Regions from separate parts of the Mus musculus genome. Here region 1 is linked to region 2. A link is a contact called in public promoter capture Hi-C data. All regions are on one chromosome and are shown on one strand. The core of a region is the stretch at or near the end of the contact, and the rest is flanking DNA. Distances in the headings are between cores, read along the strand shown. Region 1 holds the start of Wdr34 (WD repeat domain 34). Region 2 holds the start of Rpl7a (ribosomal protein L7A).

Region 1 (3,647 bases), core at 616-3,115, 3.1 Mb before region 2:
AGGGTTTCTCTGTGTAGCCTTGGCTGTCCTGGAACTCACTTTGTAGACCAGGCTGGCCTTGAACTCAGAAATCTGCCTGCCTCTGCCTCCCAAGTGCTGGAATTAAAGGCATGTGCCACCACCGCCCGACAAGCTGTTTTTCATATTTGATGCCTTGAACTCTCTCCTTTCCCTTGACCAGGTGAAGAAAGCCTCTTCTAAGCCTCTTTGTCCAGTTCAGCTGGACGTAGTTGGTTCCAAGTCTGTTTTAAGACATTACTCTAGGACTTTCACAGCTTTGGGCTTTTTAAGTGTGATTAAAAAAATTATATCTTATTATTTTTATGTTTATGGATGTTTTGCCTGCATGTGTGACTGCACGTCAAGTGCATGTCTAGGGCTTTCAGAGGCCGGAAAGAGTGTCAAATCTCCCTGGAACTGGACTTGCAGACAGTTATTAGCTGCCACGAGGGTCCTGGGAAGTGAACCTGAGTGTCTTGGAAAAGCAAGCAGCCAGTGTTCTTAATCTTTGAGCTCTGAGTATGATTTTTGGAATCCTTGGTGATGTTTGCAAAGCAGTCCTTGTTAGGAAGACTTTTCTATGGCTTTTTATTATCCCTCCCAGTGCTGCTAATCTAATCGGCCTTCCTGGCCTTGGCTGCTCTGCTGAGGGGCATCCTGTCCCTGGGTGGTGCACTGAGAACAGGACCACGGCAGGCTTCCTAGTCTCAGAAAAGAGGAAATAGACCCAGAGGCCTAAACTAGCAGATGGTTGTCTAGAGGCTCCAGGCTTGGTTTGGGGGATCAGGCAAGCCACCTGTAAGATCTTACTGGGTGACTTTGGACGATTCCATATCTGACTGTAAGAGGCACAGGAGTAATAACAATTGAGCTATAGGGGTAGTTCATTGGTAGAACATAGGAGCTGGCATGCAGAAAGCCCGGGGTTCAACCCCAGCACTTCAAAAAGCAAACCAGCTAACTAACAAGCAAGCACACGGAAGGCTAAGGATTTAATAAGATAAACACTCATTTCTAAGCCTCTGCCGGCAGTGGTGGCGCACGCGTTTAATTAATCCCAGCACTCGGGAGGCAGAGGCAGGCGGATTTCTGAGTTCAAGGCCAGCCTGATCTACAAAGTGAGTTCCAGGACAGCCAGGGCTATACCGACAAACCCTGTCTCGAAAAACAAAAGAAACAAACAAAAAAACCCAAACAAACATAAGCCTTTGGGTGCTTGGCTTGACACACTATAGGCACGCACTAACTTGTAGTTAACATTTCGTGTGTGTTGAGGACTGAACCTGGGGCCATCTATCATTGAGATCAACTTCTCCTGTGGTTAGTCTCGAATTTTAATTTAACAAGCATTTTATTTTATTGTTTATGTAAATTTATTATTAGGCCTCCCATCCATTCAATCCCACGTTCGATCTGTGTATGATCTATTTCATTCCATTCATTGGAAATGATGCCAACTCAAATGGCGCAAAGTACAGTTCTGGAGTAGTCGGCTGCTTCCAGCCCGGCCGGTTCTCCGGACCAGCATGGCCCACTAGGCCTGCGGCGGTCCTGCCTCTGCGCCCGGCCGCTCAGCGCCATCTTTGAACCTGGAGCCCACGCCTCACTTCCGCTCTTTTCCTTATACCACGAAGAGCTGTTCCGGACCCCCAAATGGCCTCTGGGCATAGGGCAATCCCAAATCGCTGCGGTTTTGTTGTATTGGCTGATAAACATTTTCATTATTTTTCTTCTGGGCCTTAAAGACGATGCTGTAACCAGTTCAAAAACGGCGCCCACAGCTTCACTTCCTCTCGTCGGACTTCCGTTTGTGGGGGGCGAACCCGCTAAGGTCACGTTCCAGGGCGCAGGCGCGAGAGGGCGGGACCGTCGCCATGGCAATGTGCGCGTCGCCCAGGCCTTTTCGGCGCGTTGGAAGCGCTGGAGCTGCTGCCCTGGCTGCTGGCGGGGCTGGCGGCGCCGAACGGCGAGGGCGGCCTGCGCCTCTTCAGGATGAGACCCTGGGCGTGGCGTCCGTGCCCTCGCAGTGGAGGAGCGTCCAGGGGATCCGCGGGGAGACGGTGAGGGCGCGGGCCCGCTATGGCAGCGCGGGCGGGAAGGCCTGGCGCAGCGTTGTGTTTTCACGGCTTTTTTGTTTTTGTTTTTTCGAGACAGGGTTTCTCTGAGTATCCATCCCTAGCTGTCCTGGAACTCAGAGATCCGCCTGCCTCTGCCTCCCAAGTGCTGGGACGAAAGGCGTGCGCCACCACTGGTCCGCGTGTTTTCATGTTTTAATGAAAAAACTCACAGATGCTTTCGCGTTAGCCTTTTTTTCGGTCTCTGAGGAGAAAGAAACCAACCAACGAAAACAAACAACAACAAAAGCAAACCAGGACAACAGAACTCTTAGGGGTCCCATGCTGTCGTTAAATGACATGTAGTTAATTTACATGGTGGATCGTGCACGTGTCACAGCGCCTGTGGAGGTCAGAGGAGAACTTTACACAAGGTTGTTATTTCTTTGCACCACGAGGGGCCTGGGAATCCAACTCAGGGTGTCATGCTTGGCTAAGTGCCCTTACCAGCTGAGCCATTTTTGGAAGTTTTTTTTTTTTTTTTTTTTTTTGTGAATAGCAGTTTTTAGGCATTTCAACTTGACATTATTGGTGTTTGAAATGGTCAGATACCTTGAGGGCTAGCTTGAACGGTTTTCTATGTTCCTTTGTTGTTGTTCTTTTGTTTGTTTGTTTGCTTTTGTTTTTGTGAGACATGAGTTTCACTGTGTGCCCTGGATGTCTTGAAACTTGCTCTGGAAACTAGGCTGGCCTTGAACTCAGAGATTGCTGGAATTAAAGGCCTCTCTCACCACTGCCCTGCTATGGTTTTCTAGTGTAACCCAAAAACATACAAATAATGAGATAACGGAGGCCTGATGCTGACCAACTGGTGTGTTAGGGATTCATCAGCAGGGAACCTGGAGATAGCTGCTTTCCCGGTGGTTGCAAGGATTACAGTAAGCCATGTATGTAGACAATGTACTGTAATGCCACATCGGTGTGTCATGTTACCGACAGAGCAGGGCTGAGGAACTGTTGGAAAAATGGATGTTGAGTGGCATTTGAGAAGACCAGATCAAGCGTGAGCACTGGCCGACTCTGGAGCTGGGGTCAGCACATTTGTTTGAGGTGTTGGAAGGGGCTGGAGAATCCTTGAGGAAAAGGGAGAGTGGTCCCAGGTTAGGCCAAAATGGGTAAGTAGAGACAGGTCAAGTAAAGTCTTGAAGAACTCACAAACGAAGACTGCTGTTGACCAGTCTGCCTCCAACCCAAGCCCCAGTGGTGCCTGCAGTCTTGTCTTGAGCCTTGTGGGCCTATGGTCTTATGCCCTGATCTGCTCTGTGTTCCAGGCCCTTCTCCGTGCCCTGGGACGTGGAAGCCCTTGCCGTGGAAAGCAAGAAGCGTGACCATGTTAGAGTACACTGTGTCCTTGCAGCAAGCCCGTGATTTGTGTCCTGGCCTAGCAGGGTGCTCTAAACAGCTCTTGCTTGCTGAGGAGATAGAGTTTGGAAGACTCCTGACTGAAATCATTAGTTCAGTCAAACTTCTTTTTTTTTTTTTTTAAAGATTTATTTATTTTTCCCAGCACTCAGGAGGCAGAGGCAGGCAGAT
Region 2 (3,232 bases), core at 176-2,675:
ACACATCACTGCACAGCCTGCCTTACCATCCTCCCTTTGGGGGGTGGGGGGGACGGGCAGGGAAGCACTGACCTGCTCGGAGGACAGGTGGTCTCTTAGTTGGGACGTCGCCTTTGCCAGCAGCTTTCTTCTCAGCACGGGCCAGTAGCCTTTGCTTCTTCTCTTGCTTTGTCTCTGGCCTGTACTTGTGGGCAAGCTTAAGCAGCTGAGTAGCTGGAAAACACATTCAATTGGACTCTAAGCCTGAATCCCTTTAAAGGCGCTGGGGCTATTACTTGGCCAGCAATCTCACGCCCAGGCCCAATTCTAACCTGTCACTTAACCTGGCATTGAAAAGTTGTGTCTGACCTCCTAGCCCTGAATGGCTGTGGCTCATGCCATTAATACCAGCACTCATGAAACAGGCAGCAATGCTGAGCTCCACAACTAGAGACCCTGATCCCCCAACAAAACCACCCTATTGTGGTACACTGATGAGACGGCAGGAGGTCAACACGGGGATCCTTCCTCAACTGCTTCCTCACCAAATCCCGCCCATTCCAGGTGGAGGGACTGGGGACCCCCTTCCACCTCTCTCTTCATAGCTGTATTAGTGTGGCCATGCACTGCAGTAAGGGCAAACTCGGGGCCAGTTTCTGGCTCTGGGGCCCGGAACCTCACCTGTCTGCCTGTCCAGGGCCTGGGTGAACTGGTTAATGGCAGGAGGGACTTTGAGCCGCTTGTAGAGGATAGCTCTTTGCCGCTGCAGTCTGATGTAGCGGGGCCATTTGACGAAGCGCGTTAAATCTCTTTTGGGCTGGATGTCCTGTCCTGGGAAGTTAAGAGGGACACTGTGACCGAGGCCTCTCCTCGGGCCGGCCTGCAGCCGAGGCAGTACCCAGGGCAGGAGGGCGTCGGTGCATCAGCGATCTTGGTGGTTCTAGTGTCATCACCACTCATCTGATAGCAAATATTCTGTCACATCATCTGCACACGACCACCATTCCCCTTCTCACACCAGCCGAGCATGCGCAGTGGCGGCTGCTCGGGACGGTGCCCGGCTCTCATTCAGTCCATTGCCCGTCAAGGCGCCTTGCCCTTGTGACACGCCGACGCCACTCCTTACCAATGCCGAAGTTCTTGGGCCTCTTCTCGAACAGAGGGTTGACCACCTTCTTGGCCTCCTGCTTCTTGACGACGGCGGGGGCCGGGGCCACCTTCTTCCCCTTGGCCTTCTTCCCTTTGGGCTGTACGGAAGAGAGAAACCCGTGCCATCGGGCAGCGGAGTCATTGCCTGTGAGTCGGTCGCTGTGGCTCCCTTTCCGCGAGGGACCCCGAGGAGACAGGGACGGCGGAGAACGCCGCTGACGGGCGACGGGCGGCGGATGGAGGCGGATAGCGCGGGGGCCCAGAGACACTCACCATCTTGCTCGGCTGCTGGAGAAAGAAAGAAGAGGGAATTGTGGGGGATAAGTAAGTGGCCGCAGATATCGCGAGAGCAGGCGCCCTCGCGGGATTTCGGATTTAAAGCGACAAGGACCCACTTCGGACTCTGACAGAGGGGCGGAGCCTGAGCGGGGGCGTGTCGGGCCGCGGCTGCGCGTTCGTCCAGGCGGGCGGGCCCTGGCACCGGACCGCAGGCTCCGAGAGGCGGCGGGAGGCGCCAGGAGTGAACGGAAGCCGCGGGAAGGAGCGTGCGGGTGCTTTGTTCCCTCGCCGTAAGGGCCTGCTGCCGGGCGTGTGTTCGTGGACGGAGCTGTTGTATCGGAAATCCCGGTCCCCAGCCCTCAGTACTCGGTTCGGGCCGGACCAGACTGGTTCTCGTCCAGGGCCCGCCATGGCCCAGCAGAGAGCCCTTCCCCAGAGCAAGGAGACGCTGCTGCAGTCATACAACAAGCGGCTCAAAGACGACATCAAGTCCATCATGGACAACTTCACCGAGATCATCAAGACCGCCAAGGTGTGTGGTAGCTGTTCCGAAGCCATTGGAGAAGGCTGGGACTGGTTTTCCCTGGGGCCTGGGTACAGGGGTGAGGAAAGCAGAGGGAATGTGACTCACCTGACCGGTGCGGGTAGGAGTGAAGAGGCGTTAAAAGTAATGGGACAGCAGATAAATAGAAGAGCCAAATAGTGACAAGCACAGAGCAGAGAGGAGAACTCTGGCCCGTTTGCCAGGGCTCTACGTTAGTTACTGAGCACTAGCCACCTGGGCTGAGGTTTACCCTTGCCATAGATTCTTGTGATGACTGGTGAGTTTAACCCTTAAACACCACAACCCTCATGTTGTGGTGACCTCCAGCCATAAAATTATTTTTGTTGCAACTACAGAACTGTTGTTACCCTTTGAGTCGTAAATGCCAGTGTTTTCCGATGGTCTTAGGCAGCCCCTGTGAAAGGCAATCCACAGGTTGAGAAATGCTGTTCTATTTAAATAATTTCTGAGAAGCCTCAAGCCCACTGAGGTCTGTGTTAGGCTCCAGCTGGTCCACCTGTAAGCTTAAACTCAGAGATCAGAAAGTTTGTCTTTTTAATCCTTTATTGAACATCTTTTCTTTCTTTTTAAGATTTATTTATTTAAGGACTGGAGAAATGGCTCAGTTAAGAGTACTGACTGCCCTTCTAGAGGTCCTGAGCTCAATTCCCAACAACCACATGGTGGCTCACAACCATCTGTAATGAGATCTGATGCCCTCTTCTGGTGTGTCTGAAGACAGCAACAGTGAACTCATATACATTAAATAAGTCAATGTCTTTTTAAAAGATTGATTTATTTAATGTATATGAGGACTCTATTTGCATCTATACCTGCAAGACAGAAGAGAACATCAGACAGAAGAGGGAGGGCATCAGATCCTATGGCAGCTGGTTGTGACCCACCTTGTGGTTGCTGGGAATCGAACTGAATGTACCATCTCTCTAGCCCTTTATTTCTTATAAACTGTCACAAAGACTGGGCAGTGTCCTTTTGACATGAAGTAACCTATCGTCACCCAGAGAACAAGAAGGGGTTGGAGACATTGCCAGTTGTCTAGACAGGAAGTAGGCTCTGGATCTGCGGGAAGGCCTGACAGGCTATGGTAAAGACATGAAGGCGGGTGGCGGCGGCGGCGGCGGCGGTGGCAGCTAAGCCAGGTGGCTGCTCCCTGTGTTGATTCTAGGCTTTTCTTATTTGCCCTCAGATTGAGGATGAGACGCAGGTGTCTCGGGCTACTCAGGGCGAACAGGACAATTATGAGATGCACGTTCGAGCAGC

Evidence for each region. Promoter capture Hi-C pulls out the DNA fragments that hold promoters and counts their contacts.
Region 1: a contact with region 2 is called in a promoter capture Hi-C map of cranial neural crest. The contact joins the promoter of Wdr34 here to the promoter of Rpl7a in region 2.

Annotation. Positions count from the first base shown.
Region 1 is chr2:30,047,097-30,050,743 of GRCm38.p6, reverse strand. It overlaps Wdr34 (WD repeat domain 34), which reads left to right and starts at 1,865. Exons shown (of 9, transcript NM_001008498.2): 1 at 1,865-2,060. The coding sequence starts at 1,875.
Region 2 is chr2:26,909,000-26,912,231 of GRCm38.p6, reverse strand. Rpl7a (ribosomal protein L7A) reads right to left here and starts at 1,425. Exons shown (of 8, transcript NM_013721.3): 1 at 1,402-1,425; 2 at 1,106-1,226; 3 at 661-810; 4 at 73-213. The coding sequence starts at 1,404. It overlaps Med22 (mediator complex subunit 22), which reads left to right and starts at 1,590. Exons shown (of 4, transcript NM_001033908.1): 1 at 1,590-1,939; 2 at 3,159-3,232. The coding sequence starts at 1,817. It overlaps Gm23969 (a small nucleolar RNA gene), which reads right to left and starts at 971; the gene lies at 898-971. It overlaps LOC115489587 (a small nucleolar RNA gene), which reads right to left and starts at 14; the gene lies at 1-14.